Regions from separate parts of the Sus scrofa genome. Here region 2 is linked to region 1. Evidence: chromatin contacts called from public HiChIP or PLAC-seq data. All regions are on one chromosome and are shown on one strand. The core of a region is the stretch at or near the end of the contact, and the rest is flanking DNA. Distances in the headings are between cores, read along the strand shown. Region 1 overlaps LOC102165540 (a long non-coding RNA gene). Region 2 has its middle 100 kb from the start of KLHL29.

What was found. HiChIP or PLAC-seq counts read pairs in DNA pulled down with a chosen protein or histone mark.
Region 2: a contact with region 1 is called in an H3K27ac HiChIP or PLAC-seq map of skeletal muscle. The contact joins two enhancer-like sites. A contact is called at or near these places in 2 of 2 datasets of contacts at active chromatin or transcription factors (alveolar macrophages and skeletal muscle).

Annotation. Positions count from the first base shown.
Region 1 is chr3:115,197,056-115,200,582 of Sscrofa11.1, reverse strand. The region is part of intron 1 of LOC102165540 (a long non-coding RNA gene); the gene reads right to left. Among named protein-coding and RNA genes, the nearest start is that of KLHL29, 260 kb to the right of the region's middle. Within about 2 kb of position 1,407, at least 11 of the 83 cell types and tissues checked have an H3K27ac peak or open chromatin away from gene starts, as enhancers often do. A contact at or near this core is called in skeletal muscle, where this site is marked.
Region 2 is chr3:115,038,875-115,042,397 of Sscrofa11.1, reverse strand. No RefSeq gene overlaps it. Among named protein-coding and RNA genes, the nearest start is that of KLHL29, 100 kb to the right of the region's middle. Within about 2 kb of position 1,542, at least 19 of the 83 cell types and tissues checked have an H3K27ac peak or open chromatin away from gene starts, as enhancers often do. A contact at or near this core is called in skeletal muscle, where this site is marked.

The sequences.
Region 1 (3,527 bases), core at 158-2,657:
ACTGGAGCTGCAGCTGCCGGCCTACACCACAGCCCACCAATGCTAGATCTGAGCCATGTCTATAACCTACTCCACAGCTATGGCAAGGCTGGATCCTTAATGCCAAGGCTGGATCCTTAATGCCAATGCCTTAACCTGCTGAGCCACAATAGGAACTCTTGAGGGTTCTTTTAAAAAGGAGGAAACTGAGATATAGGGAGGCAAAGTCCCTTACCCACTTCATAAAGCCTAGAGTAAGTGGCAGGGCTGAGGTCTGAGCCCAGCCCTGACCGTCTCCTAGTCTGCATGTTATAACAGTGTCTCATTCTCAACACACTCTATCCTAAAGATTTGGGGCTGCCTTGCCCACAAAGCTTTGAGTGCTGCAAAGCTACAGACTGTGCCTCTTTTGTTCACTGCTGTGTCCTCGGCTAGGGTATCGAGTAGTGTCTCACTAAATATTTATTGAATGAATGAATGAATTCTGTCTACTTTAGGAGGTGATAAAGGAAATGGAAACAAATGTGTTTCAATGGTGCTTAAATTAGATCTATAGGAAAGAAAAAGATGCTTGAAGTACAGTTTTTAGCAACTCAATTAATTGGGATCTAAACAGGAAAGTTGTAAGCCCTCCAAGTATTCACACACAGGGGATTTAATAACACCTATTGGTACTGCATGTGAGAAAAGAGGCTGGGAAAACAACAGGGGATGGTAGGGGACCCTTGAGATGAATGCAGCAAGAAACTTTGGCCACTCTTCGGCTGGAGAGATAAAGAAAAGCCACAGGGTTACCTGAGCGGGTAACAGTAGACACAGAAAACCACAGCAAGCCCGTCCACAAGGAGCTGGAGCCATGGAATTTGCAGCCTCTGCCAAGGACTTAATCAACCCAAGGCAAAGAGAAAGAGAGAGAAATATGCTGGCTTCTTCCTTCTTCTTGCCCTAAGTTTCCTTCCAGTGCTTCTCATTGGTCAAACTCAGCCAAGAGCCTGCTGACAGGGAAGCCTGGAGGAGCAGCCAGCATTGCGTCCCATGACCCAGAGCTGAGCGGGGGAAGGGAGGACAGGCTCAGATGCAGTTCAGGACTGATTCTAAAGTGAAGATTTTAAAGCTACTACTGGGCAAAGAATGGGTCTGATTTTTCCAGACATTTCTTCCAAGACAGCATATTCAGAAAGAAGAGAAGGGACACATTTTGAACAAGCCTGAGAGGCAAGCACCTGTAGATTTGAAATTCCTGGCTGCAATAGCTGACTGATGCAGGTCTGGGAGACTGGGAGTGGTGTAAGAGGTTTCTCTCATTCTTCTGATCACACTGGGGTGCAGCTCCTGGGAAGGCCCACTGCCCAGGGCACCTACCTGTCCAAGAACACAGCCCCAGACCAGTCCATTCATCCCCCATGCTCCAGAGAGGACTGGCCCAGAGCCAAGATACTGGCTGACTTAGGAAGTGAGCTCTGCAGTCTGAGTGAGATCCACCCCTCAGTCTAAGTGTCTGATTGTTCTACCAAGGATTTTCCAAACCAAGGGATAGAAGGCAGATTGACCATCAGAGCTGGAAGGATCCTGTGAGCTTGCCTGGTCCTATCCAATCCTCACCCCTGCTTCATATTCCAAATGAAGAAACTGAGGGCCAAGGGTTGAAAGGCTTGCCCATGGCCACATAGCAATGTAACAGTAGATTCAGTATCAGCTCAGGTCAGGGTTCCCAGAAGGGTGGAAAGAGGCATGGTGGGTGGGGGTGTGTGTGTGCAGTTTGAAATGGAATGCCTCACAATATGAAGTGAAAGATGGAAAACTTTATTTCATAAAGAATCGGTATTGTAGTAAACTGAGTGATATGATTGAGAAAGATCATGCTTGGCACATTAATATCAATTTCAAAATACTTACAAAATAGTTAATATTTAGAAACTATATTAAACAGAGCTTAATAATTTATTATCAATGCTGTTGAAGATGCCAAAAGACCTTGCCAGCCCTCAGTTGGGGAAGCCTCAAAGAAATACAGGAGATAGAGCTAAATGTGCAATGGCCTGAGGACATGTCCTGGAAACCACTTTCAAAAATAAATATCTGGAGATGTTGGCTTCTGTCTTTGACAGAGTAGCTTGTATCAGGTTAACCATCCTGCTGAGAGCAACTATAAAAGCTAAATATATTGCAGAAAACAGCTGTTTGGAGTCATAGGAGAGTAACAAAAGCAGCCAGGACTTTAGGGGCCAAGATTCTGGAGAAAAGGGAAATGCAGTAAGTAAACCCTAAATGCCCCTCATGTTTTCACTTCAGGGCATTTGCCAGTTCCCAAGGGGCATCACTGAGACAGAGAAGTCATATAAGCCTAGAACCTCATTGGCCCTGCTAGACTGAGAAAACACAAATTGGAATCCAAAGCTACCAAAGAAGCCAGAACTTAGGGAACTGCAGATCTGGGAGCAAAGGGCCCTATAGAAATAAGTTGGGCATTCCAAATTTGAATTCCCCTTATGGAATTTTCTCATTCCTAAGTTTCCACGTGATAGGCAAGAGGCCAAGAAACTAAGGAGTAAACAGCTTCTAAAATGCTGAGAAACCCATCAGAGTGTGAGCAATCTCAAAGTTCTAGAGACAAAAAATATTGAAGTTTGGGGCCCAACAAGGAGGAGAGCTTTTGGTAAATAACATAGATTTTCATTGAGATAGCTAAAGGATTATACACTAGGAGAAAAGATAGAGACTAGCCCTCACAAAGCTCAAAATCCAGTCTCAAAATTTCTCAGTTTCTAATAAGATCAAGGTGATTTGCCCACTCTTCAACTGTCTACTCATGGGGAAAAAAAATCCTCTCTAAAGGAAGGTAACATCATCCAGGGCCTTGACAATTTTTCATTCACAATAGCCAGCGTTTACTCAAAATTACCCAGCAATCCAGGAAACACGAAATAGACCAATTTTTAAAAGCCTAAGACTTTAGAAAGATACATTAAGGTGACCAAGATACTGTAATTATCAAAGACTTTAACAACCTAGGGTTCATATGTTCAAACAAATACATGAAAAGATTTAAAACTGAAATCTATTTTAAAAGAAACAAGGAGAAATTCTAGAACCAAAAAATATGATAGCAAAAATTAAGGATTCAATGAATAGGTTATAGATAGGTTTAATAGCAGATTAGACACAGAAGAAAAAGGAATTAGTAAATTGGAAAATAAGTCCATAGAAAAATAACCAAATTGAAGCAGGAAAGAAAAGATTAAACTCATACATAGACACATACATACACACACAAAGAGAGATGGAGAGAATTTTTAAAAAGAAAAAAAATAAGAGACACAGTGAAAAGAACCACTATGGAATTCGAATCCCAGAGAGAGGAGAGGAAATAGGGAAGAATCAGTATTTGAAGAAATAAAGACCAAGAATGACATCAATACACAGATTCAAGGAACTCTAATAAAATCAAATAAATAAAACAAGGAATACTACACAAAGGAAGATCCTAGTAAAGCTTCAGAAAGCAAAAGACAAAAAGAAAAATCTTAAAATAGGCAGAGGAAGAAAAA
Region 2 (3,523 bases), core at 293-2,792, 160 kb after region 1:
ACATTCTGGGAGAAGAGAGGCCTCCCAGTTTCCTTGCCTCTCGGCAAAAGAATTACGCATTTTCCAAGATGGGGAGTCAGGGGTGGGAAGCAGGCAATTTATATTCACTAGAGATCTTATTTGGAAGCAATTTTACTCCCTATAATTTTTTACTCAAACCCTCTCAGACTGGTTCTCAGCTGGGCGAGTTAGTGATCTCCAAAATGTGCTGACATTCTGGCCCATAAGAATACATACCATTACTTTTAATGAGTGGGATTTGTTTTTAAAAGATTTCCCGGAACCAGCGGAGTGCCCAGGTGCAGCCACGTTGCTGGGCCTGGGGACAGGAGGCCGAACACGTGGCTTAAGGGTGTCAGGAGCTAAATATTCCGTCTAGACACAGAGGAGGGGTTGAGGGCCAGAGGAGTCCGGGCTCAGGGAACTGCTGAAGGCCCAGCCTGCACCCCAAAGAAAAAAGCTCTGCCTTTGTTCTGCTGCCCACTTGTCCCAGAGCCTGGCCCTGCAGGAGGGCAGAGGAGACCTCTGGGGCTCGGCCCGGAGAATTCCTCTCTTCTTCTCTCGCTTCCTCCTCCGCCTCGTGGCTTCAGCTCATGACATTTCTGTTCGATGCTGTCAGCGCCTTGGTTTGAGGAGAATGTCTCTGTACCCAGGTCCCTTGGCCAAGAAGAAATGGTGCCCAGAGCCTGCTGGCATCTGCTCTGGCCTGTCTCCCTGCCTCCCCCGCATGACCAGCAGACAAGAAACAACAGTTCCTTCTCCCAGGCAATGGGCCAGGCCCCGGACCCCAGTCCTAAGCTGCCGTGTCTGGCTCAGCCTCGGCAGCCTGGTCGGGGCAAGTCAGGGTCAGAACCAGCTTGCCTCACTCCTCCGAAACTTAGCGATCAAACAGCCCCGAGCCCCGGCCCCTGCCCCTACCGAGAGGCAGGCCTGCAGAGCCAGGGCCCACCGGCTATTTTTAGAAAGCTATCAGGTGTGCAGGACACCCAGTTGCTTTTTTTCCACCTGTTTGGGGTCATTATAGGGATCCTGTGTCTTTGCCACAGGCCCTCGCTCTTCTGCCGTGACAGTCTCACTGCGGCCGGGGCAGCCACTGAGCTCCTTCCTGATGTAACCCAGCCATCTCTCCGGCCTTGCCCGGCCGAGGCAAGTGAGTCTTTGGGCCCCTGGTCATCTTGTCATGGGAAGCAGAGATGCTAGACATTAGTGCCTGGCCTCCTCTGCTTCCTTGAGAGGGAATTTTCAAAGGTCAGAAAGGGCAGTCAGGTCAGGAAGACTCTCGAATTGGGATCCCACCCTGAGGAGTGGTGGTGGATTGAGCAGCAGGCCCAGCATCCCTGTTCTACCAGGAAGGTGCCCAGTGAGTGCAGTGAAGCAGGGGCAAGCCCTGTGCACCATGGGCTTCCTTGCCAACAGATGCAGGGAGCCGGGGGCATTCAGAGGAAGGGCCTCTGAATGAAGGACAGGCGGGGCTGGACTGGGGAAGGCAGGAAGGGACATGTCATAGGCAGGGGGAAGCTCATGAGCCGGATAATCCAAGCTGCGACAATGAGGCTGGCGCAGGGACCTCTGCAGGGGCAGAGGGACAAGAGCCTGGAGAGAGTGCGAGCTGGTGCCAGGTGCGAAAAGCTTGGAATGCCAGGTGAGGTGTTTGGACCTGATCTGATGGAGCAAAGCAACTGAGGGTCAGAGGAGGGAGAGACAGGCGGGCATGCCAGTGTGCTGGCCAGCTCTGCGCCCTGCCTCTGGGATGACGTGGGGTCCTCCCAGGCATAGAGCAGCAGCAGCCACCGCCTTGGGGCAGCATCTTCGTGGCCCCACCCCATGCACAAGTCCCGCAGGTGGGGTGAGCTGGGGCTGGCTCAGTGGCTCCCAAGATCCCAGTGTTGAAGGCTGTTCCCAGCCCCGTGTTCAGGGACATCCTATTGGTAGCTTGAAATCTGAAGTGGGAATACTTTCTACAACAGAGATTGGCAAATGCTGAGAATCAGGGTCTGGCTGGGTTTGTGTGTTTGTCTTGTCCGCCAGCACAGCCAGAGCCAGCTGTTACACTTTTACCAGTGCAGCCCTGGGTGACGTGGAGCCCCTGAAGGGGTTTAGGCTGAGGAGGAAGCATGGATCAGCCGTGACCCCCCTGAACTGGGAGAGGGCATTTGTGGACGTGGGTGATAGATACCCCCTTCCTTGTTGAGGAGGCTGGAGGGTGCGGGGGGGGCCTCCTCCAGGGGAGTTGAGCCGTCGTCACCATTTGTTGGCTGATTCTCAAAACAAGCTCTGTAGCCTGGACTAGGAAACTTGGACCCTCCTCTCCCGGAGGAAACTCACACTTCCTCAATTGTCCGTAGTTCTCCAGCTGCATGCTGGCCCTGCGTGAGAGCCGGATGCAGAGGGACTGGCCTTTCCAAGTGGGCAGAGATGCTCTCAGGTGGAGAATGCATCTGAGTGGGGCTTGCTTTCTCAGCAGTGGGTCTGGTTTGTCTCGACTGCACTGAGAAGCCGCAGGATTTGTTCAGTGCTTCAGAGGCACAGAGCACTTAGCCCTAAGGCTCCTCCCCACAAGCTTGTAAAATACACATGGAAGATGTAAAATCCCATTTCAGAGGTAAGGAGACTGAGGGCCAATTGGTAGACCCCAGACCTCACCTCTCCTCCTGGGACCTTCCATCCCAAACTGGCTTCCTGAGCCAAGGACTTTGGATGGTTCATCCCGAGTGAGCTCAGTGTCAGGAGCAGCCCAGCCTCCTCCAGGAGATCAGGTCCAAGACCTGACCCCAGAGACCCCATCACCACCATTCCTCAAGGACTTGCCTTTTCCAAATGGGCATTAGTGCTGGCAATGAATACACTGCTGCTTTTGTTGCTCTTTTGGGAAAAGAAAAACCTGGCTTCTTAGAGCTGTTGTATTTTATTTTTCTGTAAAGAGGAAATTAATTTTAGTCTTTCTTTTTGGTTTAAAATGTTGTTCTTTGCTTTTTCCGCCCCACAATTTAAAAGGAAACATTTGTCTGTTGAGAAAAGAAATGATAATTATAGACTAAAAATTGTTTCTATTCTGATTTGAAAAACTGACAAAAAAAAAAAAATCCATTGCACAGATGGGGCCCTGCTGACAGAGGGTGTTTAACAATGAAGCCCCAGGCCGGTGGGGGGCCCCGAATGGCATTTGAGGTGGGTTTGGACTCCAGTATTGCCTGGAAGAGGGGCTTTATTCCGAGGCTCGTCTCTACTTCCAATGCTGGATAGATGCTCTCGGGCGGAGAATGCATCTGAGTGGGGCTGAACACTTCACCTGGTTCAGCAGCAGAAGGACAGTTTACCTGTGGATCGTGTGGCCCGTTAGGTGAGCTGTGTGATGAGGCCAGGGCCTCCCTCCCTTGGCCCCCAAGCTTGAGAGCCACCCGAGCCTTATTCCTTTTAACCCAGAGTGTTACAAAATTACAATTGCTCCAAGTCCTTCGATCGATGATGCAGGAAACTGATTAGACTGTGAAATTAAACTAATAATGTCATGGTATTAACCCCC